Linked DNA regions of Gossypium hirsutum: region 2 is linked to region 1. Evidence: chromatin contacts called from public Hi-C data. All regions are on one chromosome and are shown on one strand. Each heading gives the region's core, a stretch centred on a gene start, on an enhancer-like site or on the middle of the called end of the contact. The rest is flanking DNA. Distances are from core to core; before and after follow the strand shown.

Region 1 (6,139 bases), core at 1,090-3,589:
TAGACCAAAGCAAAACAAGCATTTCAATATCAAAATGACAAACGAGACTTGTAAACTGATTAATTTCTTGTTCTCATATTATAGAAACTATTCCACTAGCCATAGAATGCGAAAACAGGGGAGGAGGACAAAACAGAAGCGTATTAGAGCATGATATTTCACTAATTTTCCTTCCACCCACAACTCAAAACATCAAAATAACTAAAAAGACAACACCATAACAAAGTTGACAACATTGACTGCAACAAATATCTAAATCAAAAACTAAAATTACTGAGACACACCCAACCACTTAGAGAAGTTCTCAAACTCTGTGTAATCACTGTCGGAGATCATAGTCTGATACCATGCTTTGCCTGCTGACTTGATTGCTGTTGCCTCCTCCTGAATCGTCCACAAGATAGCATTCAAAAAAAAAAAAACAAGGGATTCTTAGAATTACGATACAAAATAACAAGACAGCTAGAATCTATAATACAACTAGGAGTTCTTAAACATGAACAAACATTCAATGGCATGCCAGATATAAAGATTGATAAGATAATATATCCAGCCTGAGAAAGAATTGAAAAATAAATGAAACAAGTATAATTTGAATAGCACAAATGATCACAATAGGCACAGAGCAGCAAAAACAAAAGCCATTCCAAGTAATTTTATGCCCAAATTAATTATCAACAAATGATAAAATCATCAATGCATAAAAACTTATAAAGTATAGAACTTGACTGATGCACTTTAACAAATTGTTTAAACTTAAACCAGATAGTGTAATATCTCATACAAGTGTAATATCTGCCAAATGTTAGTCAAGCAAACCGAGTATGGTATAAAGAAGCAACATCCAATAAAGGTAATATCTCAACAAACGAAACGTGTACAATAAACTATATACACTATTTCTAGGAGGCCTACACCAAAACAGAGTACTCTCATAAGCACAACCACGATATTCATTGCAATTAATGGAACAATTATGAAGCAGTAATAAGCAAAAACATATAATTTAAGAAGCCAAACATACAAAGCCATTACACAATTATCATCATTCAGGAAACATTCAAAACAAAACGAACTTGATATACCTTAGAAATGGGCTTCCTCTTCTTGTCAAGCTTCTCCTTCTTAGCTTTAACACGTTGTGCCTCGGCTAAAAGAGACATCCTCCTAGCAGTCTTCGCATATGGGTTCAACTTCAGCATAGCATTCAAGTTCTTGAGTGGGTTCTTCTTCAAAGGTGCCCTCTTGATCTCCTTCTTAATGGGCTTCACAACCGACTGCACCTCATCAGAGTTGATAATCCTACCCAGATCAGCGTTCACCATCTTAGATCGAGGCAGTACGTACCCTTTCTTCTTCTCAGAAGGCTTATCAAATGACCCGTAAATTGTGTCCAGCTTCTCGTAAGCCGATTTGGTCCAAATAATGAACCTTCCAAGGTGACCACCAGGTGCCAGTTTCAACAGATTAAGCCTCTCCACGTTGGCAACCTCCACTCCAGGAATGTTACGGAAGGCTTTAATAAGCTTAGCTCCCTCAGTTCCGTAAACAATCAAAGGACCTTTACGGGAAATGTACCTCCGATTCCTCATTTTTCCTTTTCCGGGTCGGATTCCTTGGCTGTCCTTAGCCTTTTCAACATCAGGATATGCTCCGATCTGTTTCAAAACCTTGATTGCACCCGAGGTTTTCTCAACGCTCTCAACAGCATCAGAAATGACCAGCGGCATCTCCGGTACAGCCTCAATGCGGTGGCCACGTGCCATGACGAGGGAAGGAACAGCGGAGGCGGCGATGGCGGAAGCAACGGCGTAACGCTTCTGGTTAACATTGATTTTCCGGTGCCAGCGGCGCCAGATCTTGGTAGGAGCAAACATGCGTCCACCGCGACACATGTTTCCGAAAGCACCTTGGCCTGCACGGTGAGTACCCCCACCAGGAACACGAGGGATACGCGAGACGGCACGACCGGTACCCCAGGATTCAGCTGAAGTTTGGTGACCAGCGCGTTTGGAGACGGCATAGGGTTGACGGCTGTTTTTGGATATATTGTCGTGGACGAAGGTGACGATGTCGGGTCGAATCGAGGCTTTCATCACATCAGCGAGAGGAACGGTTGGGGTGGCATCAGTAGCCATGTCAGACTCTATGGTTTGGACGGAGACAAGAGGGCGCGCGGCGGCGGCCATTTTGTAGGGTTTGGGGGACGTGGGGGAGTGAAGATGGAGTAGAATGAAGAACGGGAGGAGCTCTAGGGTTTTGAGAAGTATGGATTATTTATATTCTATTTTATTAGGAAAAGAGCCGATGGTTAACAAATTTTGGGCTGCTGACCCGAATATAATAACTCTGACTCAAAGCTTAATGTACTTTATGGGTCCATCACAGGACAGCCCGTCCAAATTAATTAATTATTTTTGTTTCTTTCCTTAAAAATTATTTCTAAAAAATATATTACTTTTTTAAAAATTTTAATATCTTCTCATGTTTGAATAATTTTGCATAAAATATTTTATGCTTTTAATAAATGTATTTTTTTCATTTTTTAAGGCATCCACTCGAGCTAGTCTTGTAACCAATCTTCCACATTCTATAGGTCCATTAAGGGGATAAATGCTGGTCACAAATTTTAAAGTTGCTCCATACCCAGAGCGAAGATCAAACCCTCGACCACTGGTTAAGGTAGGAGAGACTCTTACTATCTCACCTAACTTCTATGCTTGGTAAAAAGATTTTAAGTTATTTTCAATGAAATAAATATAACATAAATCATATTTGTTACAAAATATTATAGAAATATTTCTATTTGACAGCAAAAATTTATTTTGTAATAAGATAATATTTTATAATAACTAATATCTCGTATACATTTAATAATAATCAATGTCTAATTAAAATTTAATTTGAAGTACCAATAGATGGTTAGGAGAAGTAAAAGTAGAGTTCTTCCTCCCAAATATTTGGACTAAACTTGACTCTCGTAGTCCTCATTGTTGGGAATGTTTTATTTGAATTTCACTTCAACCCGAATTGAATTGATCTTAAACTCACACATGTGATTACAAAAAAAAATGAAGTTATTATTATATAAATAAATGGATAACAATGCATTGGAGCTCGAAATGATGCATAAAGCTAAGTGGAATTTAAATTATAATATGCATTTTATAGTTTAAAAAATTTATTATAATCTAAAAAAAATATTTCCTATTAAATATTTATAAATTTTAGTATATATTATTAAAATATTAATATAAAATATTAAGTATATATTTAAATTTAAAATTATTTTTAATGTCAAAATTTATTATTAAAATTATAATTATAATTTTAAATAATTTTATTAGAATATTATTAAATATAAATATGTATGTTTAATAATATTAAAAATTATAATATTTTATTTTTTTAGATATATTAAAATTTCAAAATAAAAGTTTATTCTAATAATATTCAACTTTATTCAAATTAGATTTTATATAAAAATCAAGTTATTTATAAGTTTTTTTTAAATGATTCATGCTCTTCAAAATAAGAAGTCTAACTTTTAGAAAATATGGATTATTTTTCGTTAATTAGTAAGTTATTTTTTATTGACTAAATTATTTTTCATAAAACAAACATAAAAAAATATTAAAATTATTTTCGATAAATCATTTTTGACGAAACAAACACATTTTAAAATTGCTAAAAAGATCTACCAAAAATATTTATTTTAAAATAAACAACTATAATGAAATAAATAAAATATTGATTAATAGGATATAATTTCATACGGGGAGGGAGAAGAGCAGTATATCCCACATTTCACATATTTAAAAATAAATTTAAACTGTCAACTAAATCTTGAGTGAAATGGTAAAGACCTTGATATCAACCCTTTAGGTAACATCAATTCTAAATTCAATCACTGTACAACACATACGCCTTCAAGCCCTAAACAATTATTATGCCCTTTTATATATATTTATATCTATATATTTCGGAATATGTGTATGTTACATAAATTTAAAATTAGTGAAAAATGGTCGATTGGCATGAGTATTATTGTCAATGCAGGACGGCGTGGGTAATCTAACCCGTATTCAACATCGGAATATGGTTACGGAGCATTACCAAACTTATAAAACAATTAAACATTCATTTCACATACATTTTCAAATTTCATGCAATCATCATTCAAACTCAATCACATTGTCCCTAATACGAGCCTACGAGACCCTAAACATACTTTAGAAGTGGTTCGGGACTAAACCGATAGCTCAAGAAAATTTTGAAACACTTAGAAAATTTTCAAAAATACAGGGGACACGCGCCTGTGTGGCCCGGACGTGTGTTTCATACGGCCAAAGACATGCCCGTGTCACAGGTCGTGTAGACATTCGAAATGAAAGCACATGGCCGTGTTCCAGCCCATGTCCTACCCCGTGTAACTCTCTGACTTGGTCACACGGCCAACACACATGCCAGTATGGCTAGCCCGTGTGCCCTAAGATATGGCCACACACACTAGTGTGCCAGACTATAACAGCCTGGTTTTAGCTAAATCAGAACAGTGGTTTTGGAACCACAAATCCGATGTTGGAAAATTATTTTAATATTATTTTTGGTGTTTACAGCATGATAGCATGTACGTGTAAAAATTTCGTGAGCCAATTTTATCTGTTTAATTGCTTAATTTGAGAAAAAGGATTAAATTGCGTAAAATGCAAAAGTTGTATTCTACTTGTTAAAGGTGTCAAATAGCTTTGGCTTTTAAATATGATGGCCTTAAATGGTAATTAAACCATTTGAAACATTAGTAGACTTATATGGACATATGATTAAGTGTTTTTAAATGTTTTATTAAAGGTTATTTAGGTAATTTGGTTATTAATATGATAATAAATAAAACAAACAAACTTAATTTTCTTTCATCTTCTTCAAGTGCCGAAATTCAAGAGGAAAGAACACCATTGTAGGGTTTGAAGGGTCCAGTCATTGCTTAGCTCAATTGTAAGTCTATTTTAGCTTAGTTTTTGATGATTTCTATATTTTTGTAATCGTTGCAGCTCAATCTAGCTAGCCCATACCTTAGATTTTGAAACTGTTAAAGATTTTGAGAGTTTCCATTGTTGAATCTATGAGTTCTTTGATGTTTAATGTTGAAATATGAAAGGTTGATGATAGTTTTACATGTTTTGTTAAGTGATTTTTGATGAAAATGCGTAATAGGGATTAATTTGTGAAAGGTGCAAATTGTGTGGTTAAACTGTGAAATAAATGAAAGTTTTGGGCTGTTAAGGACTTATATGAAATTCATCCAAGCTTGGTTTATTGAAAATATGTAAATTTTGTGTATTTGTGAAATAGGGACTAAATTATTAAAGTGTAAAAGTTTAGGGACTAAAGTGGAAATAGGCCTAAATGTATGTTTTGGACTAAATTGAATGAGTGATTGATTAAAGAAGTTAATTTTCAATATATTTAGATTAAGAAAAAAGGAATCCGAAATTAGATCGGGGGAAAGGCAAGATTATCAAGTAATTGACTCATTTCGCCGTTTTCATACTCGAGGTAAGTTCGTATGTGATGATTTCATTATAAATGTATGTTAAATGCTTTGATATTGCCTAAACTGTGATTATGAGATTTTTATTAATGTATGAATTGTAAATACGACTCTACGGAATTATTCGAAGATGGAATTAACAAGATAAAAATCCTGGTTGAGCTTTAGGAATAGATTTGGATACTTGTGACATGTTATAAGATGATATACAGATTTAGCTTCGGGCCATGCATATTGGATGAGTTGGCTACGGGTCATGATATTAGCACTTCGGGTGCGAGTTGTACCGATTTGGCTTCGGGCCATGCATATCGGATGTTTTGACTTAGGGCCATGAAAATAGTTTTTCGGATAAATTTCCTTGATTTGGCTACGGGCCATGGTATAGGTACTTATCGAATGAGACTATTGAGTATCCAATTTCTATTCCGAATGGTTCAACGGATAAATGAATGATGTGGTTGAGAAAGAGGTTAGTACGAGGTGATACAGGTATGTATAGAACTTATTCGAGTATTAAATAGAGAAGGTTCAATAAGATGGTATTTAATCAAGTTTAAAACATGAGAAAGGTTTGTAATTAATGTG
Region 2 (6,139 bases), core at 1,575-4,074, 460 kb after region 1:
GTTGTATGTTACCGTATTCATATCATCGTTTTTTAAAAATTATCGTATCGCCGTATTCGTATCGTATTATACTTATATTGTGTGTACGTATTCATGCTTCATAATTTTTTATATTAATCTCTATCTTTATTTTGTATAAAAAAAATAATAGAATTCTACAAGCATTTAAATTTAAAATCAATAATTATAAGTTTTAATAAATATGACATGAAACATTTAAATACACCATTAATAGCTTACGCCTTGTTCATGTTCACATGATTGATATTTTTTTTTAAAAAAATAGTGCTACAGGTTCTTTAATGTTTAATTTATTGGTTCCTTTTTTTTCTTAAAATTTCGTAAAACAATACCCCAATATTCTTTGCTACGATAAGTCTCGTTAAAGATTAAAGGTCAATTTAGCATTACTTTTAAGTATTTTTAAATTTTTGAGACAAAAATATTACTAAATAAAATACTTCTAAGCTTTTCAAAGACAAAAAAAGAATACATCATTATGAAGAAAAGTAGCTAAACTAAGTCTAAGCAAAGGAGCCATTAGTTTTGTATAAATATATAAAAGGGAATTTCTTCACCATGTAAGGCCTAAGATAACATAAATCTGGACTGTGAATGAGAGACGTTATCAATTGTGGTAGCAGGAGAGCAGACAATTTACCAACTAAATTGCATGAAACCATATCTACACATTGTCTTGCAATCTCAACAAGGTTAGTCCCCTATTTGTAAGGAAATTTGAGGATAAGTTTTTTAGACATTTAGCTCTTCATCTTAATTTCCTAGCGATGAGTCACCAGCAACGGTACTAGCAGAGGCTGGCAAGTCTTCCTCCGCCTTTTATCGACATGGGAGAGTTGTAGCATGAGCTTCCATTGATCAAATGGGGATCTAGAAAGACAACTATGACTGTTATATCATCATGAAAATGTCTCCTCACCCCTCTATCAATCTTGTTCAGGTCTGAGTATCTCATTTCTCTTTTCTGTGCTGCTTCCTTGAGTGCTGTTTTAACAAGTCTCCTTGCAATTCCCTGCATCAAAAGAAGTGTTAACCCAATGCTCAACAGTCTTTTTTCTGTGTTCAGCCATTTTGCCATGGTAAACTTACATTTCGTGGGCTAGTCTGCACAATTCTAACAGCTTGCTGGTTGCTCAAGTGTTCCCAAAGACCATCAGAAGCAAAGATGAGAAACTGATCATCAGGGTGGAGTTTATGTACTAACAATGACGGCTCGGCACTAAGGATCGGCTTTCGAAACGGTTCATGCAGTCTAAATTTAGGCAGGAGAGGCTCTTCGTTGAATTCTGCCTTCTTTAGATATGCATCACCTATGGATCTTGAAATCTGCAATGATAAAAAGGAGGGGATAAATAAGAGACTTAAATGAAAATGATTTCATTTTCAGTTCAGTTTCAACGTTTAGCTTACCTGTATAAGGCCCTTAACACGCCAAACTTTGTGTTTCATCACAACAATCTGCGGATCATTGGGATGCAACGACCGAAGCTCATCTCTTACGGCATCAAAACTTGCATTGTGTTCGGTCGATAATTGCATTGCTATAACTTCCTTAGCCCCTCTTACTGATCTGCCTAAGACTACTCTGGAATCACCAGCATTTGCAATGTATAGCAGTCCATTGCAGATCACTCCCGTCAAACAGCACGATCCGACCGATGCCATTTGCGGCTTAACCAGCCATTGCTTCCTCACAAGGGAAAGAAATTTGTCTTCTGTTGCCAAGAAAGCCTTTCTGAGAACATTTGTTGACATTTCTTGATTCTCAGACACAAATGCTGCAAATCAAGGGAAACATAAATAAGCGTTAAGCCAACCTATATAGAACTGCATAAATGATTAGTCCAAATAAAACGTACACTTAAAATTGCAGAAAAGGTTGTAATTGATGAAGCTTGAAGCCTCAGGTCCACCATGTCCATCATACACACCAATGAAAGTCCCGTACGGACCGGAACTACTCGAACTCAACAATCCCGATTCAAGTTGGCTTTGATCCTCCAACAAACTATTGGCTTGAACCACTGCCATTGAAAAATATCCATAAACATGTTGCCCTATATCTTTATACCACAGTAAACCATCAAGGCACCCTCTAGAATCACCCTCAATAGATGGTTTCCAACAGGATTTAACCATTTTCAGGTAATCAATTTTTCAGCAAATGTATGATATATATGTGTTCATAAAACCCTGATAAAGAAGAAGGTCCCAAGGCTCATTCAGGGATCAAGTTTCTGTTTGTTGTACAATACTAGAACCCCAATACTTGGAACTATATAACCAAGAATTAGACACCATTATTATCAGACCTATTCCGAGACAAGGAAGGACCAAGTTGGGTATGGGCTAACTCAACTGCTGCGTGTGAAGTTGAGACAAGAAAGCAATAGTTTATGTGAGTTCAGAGAATAAGGGGGGGGGTGCGCTGGTGGCTGAGTACCTTGAATCTGGATTAAATGTCTTTGGTCCCTTCACGGTGTGCCATGTTTCGCCAACAGACTTAGCTGGAAAAGCACCTTGGGATTCGATAGAGACAAACTTTTGTCTGAGATCAAAATACGAAACGGATAAGAGGAGAGTTTGGGGTTTTTTTGGCAGATCTTGAGTTTTGTTTTTTTTTTCTTGGGGAGTCAGAGGAGATCCAATATGAGAAATAAAAAGAGATTTAAATCACTGGCTTCTGACATTGTTGTTTTTGTTATTGTAACATACTTCTTTGTTGCCTTTCTGGTTTTGTTTAGTCTCTTTCAAGTGGTTTTGCCCTAAAACTATGACAGATTTTATTGCATGGCTGAGATTTCAAGTTTTCGTTTCTGTTTATTTGCAATCATGAATGAATAATCCAAGGTTTTTAGGCAAGTATCCTTCCATTACTATTTTCATACTTGACCCTTTCCTAAACATGTTAAAGCATTCTTAATTTTAGAAAAATTCTGTTTTTACCATATAAAGCTTGGGATTCCAACATCATCATAAAAAGAAGAAGTGGAAAACCTACTCATATATATATTATCCGGCAATTTGTGTACACCAAACATATTTCATTTTCTTCCATACATATTAAGGAATATGTGTAAAAGAAGAAAAAGGGTATGATGTCCTTTTCAGTACCAAAGTTTTACTGATGTCTTTGCCAGCTATTAATGATCAAAATCATGTTTAATTATTCTGTTGGCTATGAGTTTGTGATGAGAAATATGAACAACTGGTTTAAATTGAAAAGAAAGGGAAGGATGGGGGGGTCCATTGCTCTGGCACTGGATTGATGGATATATATTTGGTAATGGTACATGCATTCTTTCCAGTTCTTGTTCAGCCAGCAACTGGACAGCATTGAGATGAGTTTGGCTCACCTTCCATCTACAGGACCATTTTCAGCCATCAACACCATATTTCTCACTGTACATACATTGATGGCCGAATAGCATTTAATCAGATTCTTGTACTTGTCAACAATGTCACCTTTTTTAGGAAAGCAGATTGGAGGCTCAATACTTACTCGTTTACTTCAGAAGAGGACACAGTATTTGTGTTTTTAATTTTTAATATGATGTAAAATATGGGTTTCTTCTTTTTTCTTTTCTTTCACTTTTGATGCTTTATATGTTCAAATTCAATGGCGTTAAAGTTCTAGCTTCACCTGTAAATGTGCATTTCCAAAATGTTGCACGCAAAATCCTATCTTAAATCACAAAACTTATAACCCATACAATTTTTTTTTTTGCAGTAATGTTAAATTTAGCTATGTAGATTTATATTTTTTATCAGTTTGGTTATTAATTTTTTTCTCTTTTTTAGTTAATTTTAGTCATTAATCTTTCAAAAAGCGTCATATTGATCGTTCTTTTAATAAAGATGATGAATAAAATATTAATTCTTTTAACCATGTTGGCATGACTAATTTGTGTGACAAAGAATTTAAAAAGTATCAAAAATCAAAATTATAAAAAGTTCATAAATTTAAAAAAAAAAAACATGGAGTATGTGTGGATTGCAATGAGGATTGAAATTAAAGTTTTGAATTAGTATTTCCATTAAATAACAACAACTTAACTTTTTTTAAAAAGTTGGTAATCAAATTCGACTCTTTTTAAAAGATTAAGAGTCGAATTTAGCTAAATAATAATAATAATGATCAAATTGACAAAAAAATATAAATATTTACAACTAAATTTGGTATTATACTTTTTTTTGAGACAAACATACAAATTATTATTACTTGACTAATAATTTGTTTGTTAGGATATAATTGTGATTAAGTTGTTTTATGTTGGTCAAAACATGTTGTTAGTTTCTATAGTGATTAAATTTGATATTTAAACTATGTTTGATAAACTTAAAAACTTTAAGTGTGTTGATAAAAAAAATTACTAAAATTAAAAGTTAAATTTAAGTTATAAAATCATTTGGTGTATTATTGAAAATTAAATATTAATTATAATTAGATTGTTTAATAAAGGATAATATAATCTTAAATGAAATAGAATAAAATAAAAATAATTGAATTTATTATCTATTAAGTGATAAATAGGTCCCTATCTACTTATCATTTTCTACACTTTTTTGTTGAAAAATTTTATCTAGTAAACTTCATTGTGGTTTATCGAAGGTGTAGTCAAAAATATTAATTTACAGTTGATTGAATTTTTTTTCAACGTTTTATCAAACATGACATTAGTTTTTGCATTTAAACAATATAAGTTTAAATCTTCTTACCTTTTTTAAAAAAAAAATACTAATCTAATCATTAACATTATCAATATGTTCTAGCAGAATTTGTCTAATGTGACATGTTTATTTTTTGTCAATTATCTATCATATCATATGAGAGTAGCCTGATTAACTTGAAATTTTTATATATATATATTTTCAAAATATAAGTATTGACTATATATTTTATAGCTTAGTATTTGACACACTAATAATATATTTTTTTAACTTCAGTCACGTGTCACATTTCATTTGTGTATATATATATATGGAGTTGTTTCATGTCTAGAATTTGTCTAGATACAGAAAAATGATAGTCTTACCCTTTTATTGGTTTTGGCGGTATGTGCATGGATGTAGTTTTCTGCCTTTGCTTCCCTCTTGAACACATGATTGATAAGTTTCCCTCTCAAACATGTTATTAATGATGTTTTATCCCAACGTTGATTGTAGCGGCTAGTTTTAATGTTTTATTACGATTTTCATATTGTATTACTCGTGCAAAAAGGTGACTGAAAATGAATTGTTTCCCCTTCGAACGATACCAATAGTCTCTTACTTTTTAAAGAAAAAGTCTATGTTTGTATTTATGAAGCTAAAATCTTCATGTTTCGTTCTGAAGTGTCATAAGTTGTGTTAAGGAACAAAGAAAGAGGTTAAAATAGTGGAATGAAAAATCAAACTGATAATTGCGACGGAGCAAGTTCTCAAAGCAGGAGTAGTTCCGACGATGACAACGATGTAAGGCAGATGTTGCATGATTTGTTAGGATTCTTTGATAACGATAATTTATTGGAAGAAGGTAGTGATCATTTATTTAATGGTGTTGGCAACAAATTGAACACAACAGGTGAAGCCATTAGGGATGAGGGTGACGTTGAGTCTTCAAATGAAGAGACATGTGAAGGCATTGGGATGAAGATGATGTCGAGTCTTTAAAAGAAGATGATGTTGTTCATGAGGACCCTTTTTTGGACTTAGAATCGGAACCGATAAGAGGGATGTGATTCAATAGTTACCAGGAGCATGCTAAATTGAAAGATTTCAGTATGATGAGGAGACCACTTTGCAGAAAGAAGTACGCTTTATTGTCTTGTGATAAAGGTGGCAAAGTTGGTGACAATAGAAGTAGCAAGTGGATGTCGTGCAAGGTGAATGCGGTAATAGATGATGATGTAATTTTTGTAACAATCTATTTAGAAAATAGTGTTTTTAGGCGCAACGAAAGTTTAAAATTCTTTTTTAAATTGAGTCATTGTGATATTTATAGAAAATGTGCATTGTGTAAAGGTAGTCTAGGTCATATTCCGACTTTTAACCGATCGATCTTCTCCGTTATCCTTAAACTCTGAATTGCTTTGAGTGTGAGCTTAAACAAATCGAATCAACAAACATAAACTTTATT

The links. Hi-C and Micro-C count contacts between places; a contact is called where the count stands out from the background.
Region 2: a Hi-C map of leaf shows a contact between it and region 1, with 2.0 times the contacts expected there. The contact joins the promoter of LOC107948342 here to the promoter of LOC107948336 in region 1. A contact is called at or near these places in 2 of 34 Hi-C or Micro-C datasets (both in leaf).

Annotation. Positions count from the first base shown.
Region 1 is chrA04:69,248,345-69,254,483 of Gossypium_hirsutum_v2.1, forward strand. LOC107948336 (60S ribosomal protein L4) reads right to left here and starts at 2,340. Exons shown (of 2, transcript XM_016882838.2): 1 at 1,086-2,340; 2 at 49-384. The coding sequence starts at 2,189. The coding sequence ends at 271.
Region 2 is chrA04:69,703,824-69,709,962 of Gossypium_hirsutum_v2.1, forward strand. It overlaps LOC107948342 (probable protein phosphatase 2C 38), which reads right to left and starts at 2,825. Exons shown (of 4, transcript XM_016882850.2): 1 at 1,881-2,825; 2 at 1,432-1,799; 3 at 1,111-1,347; 4 at 446-1,033. The coding sequence starts at 2,160. The coding sequence ends at 809.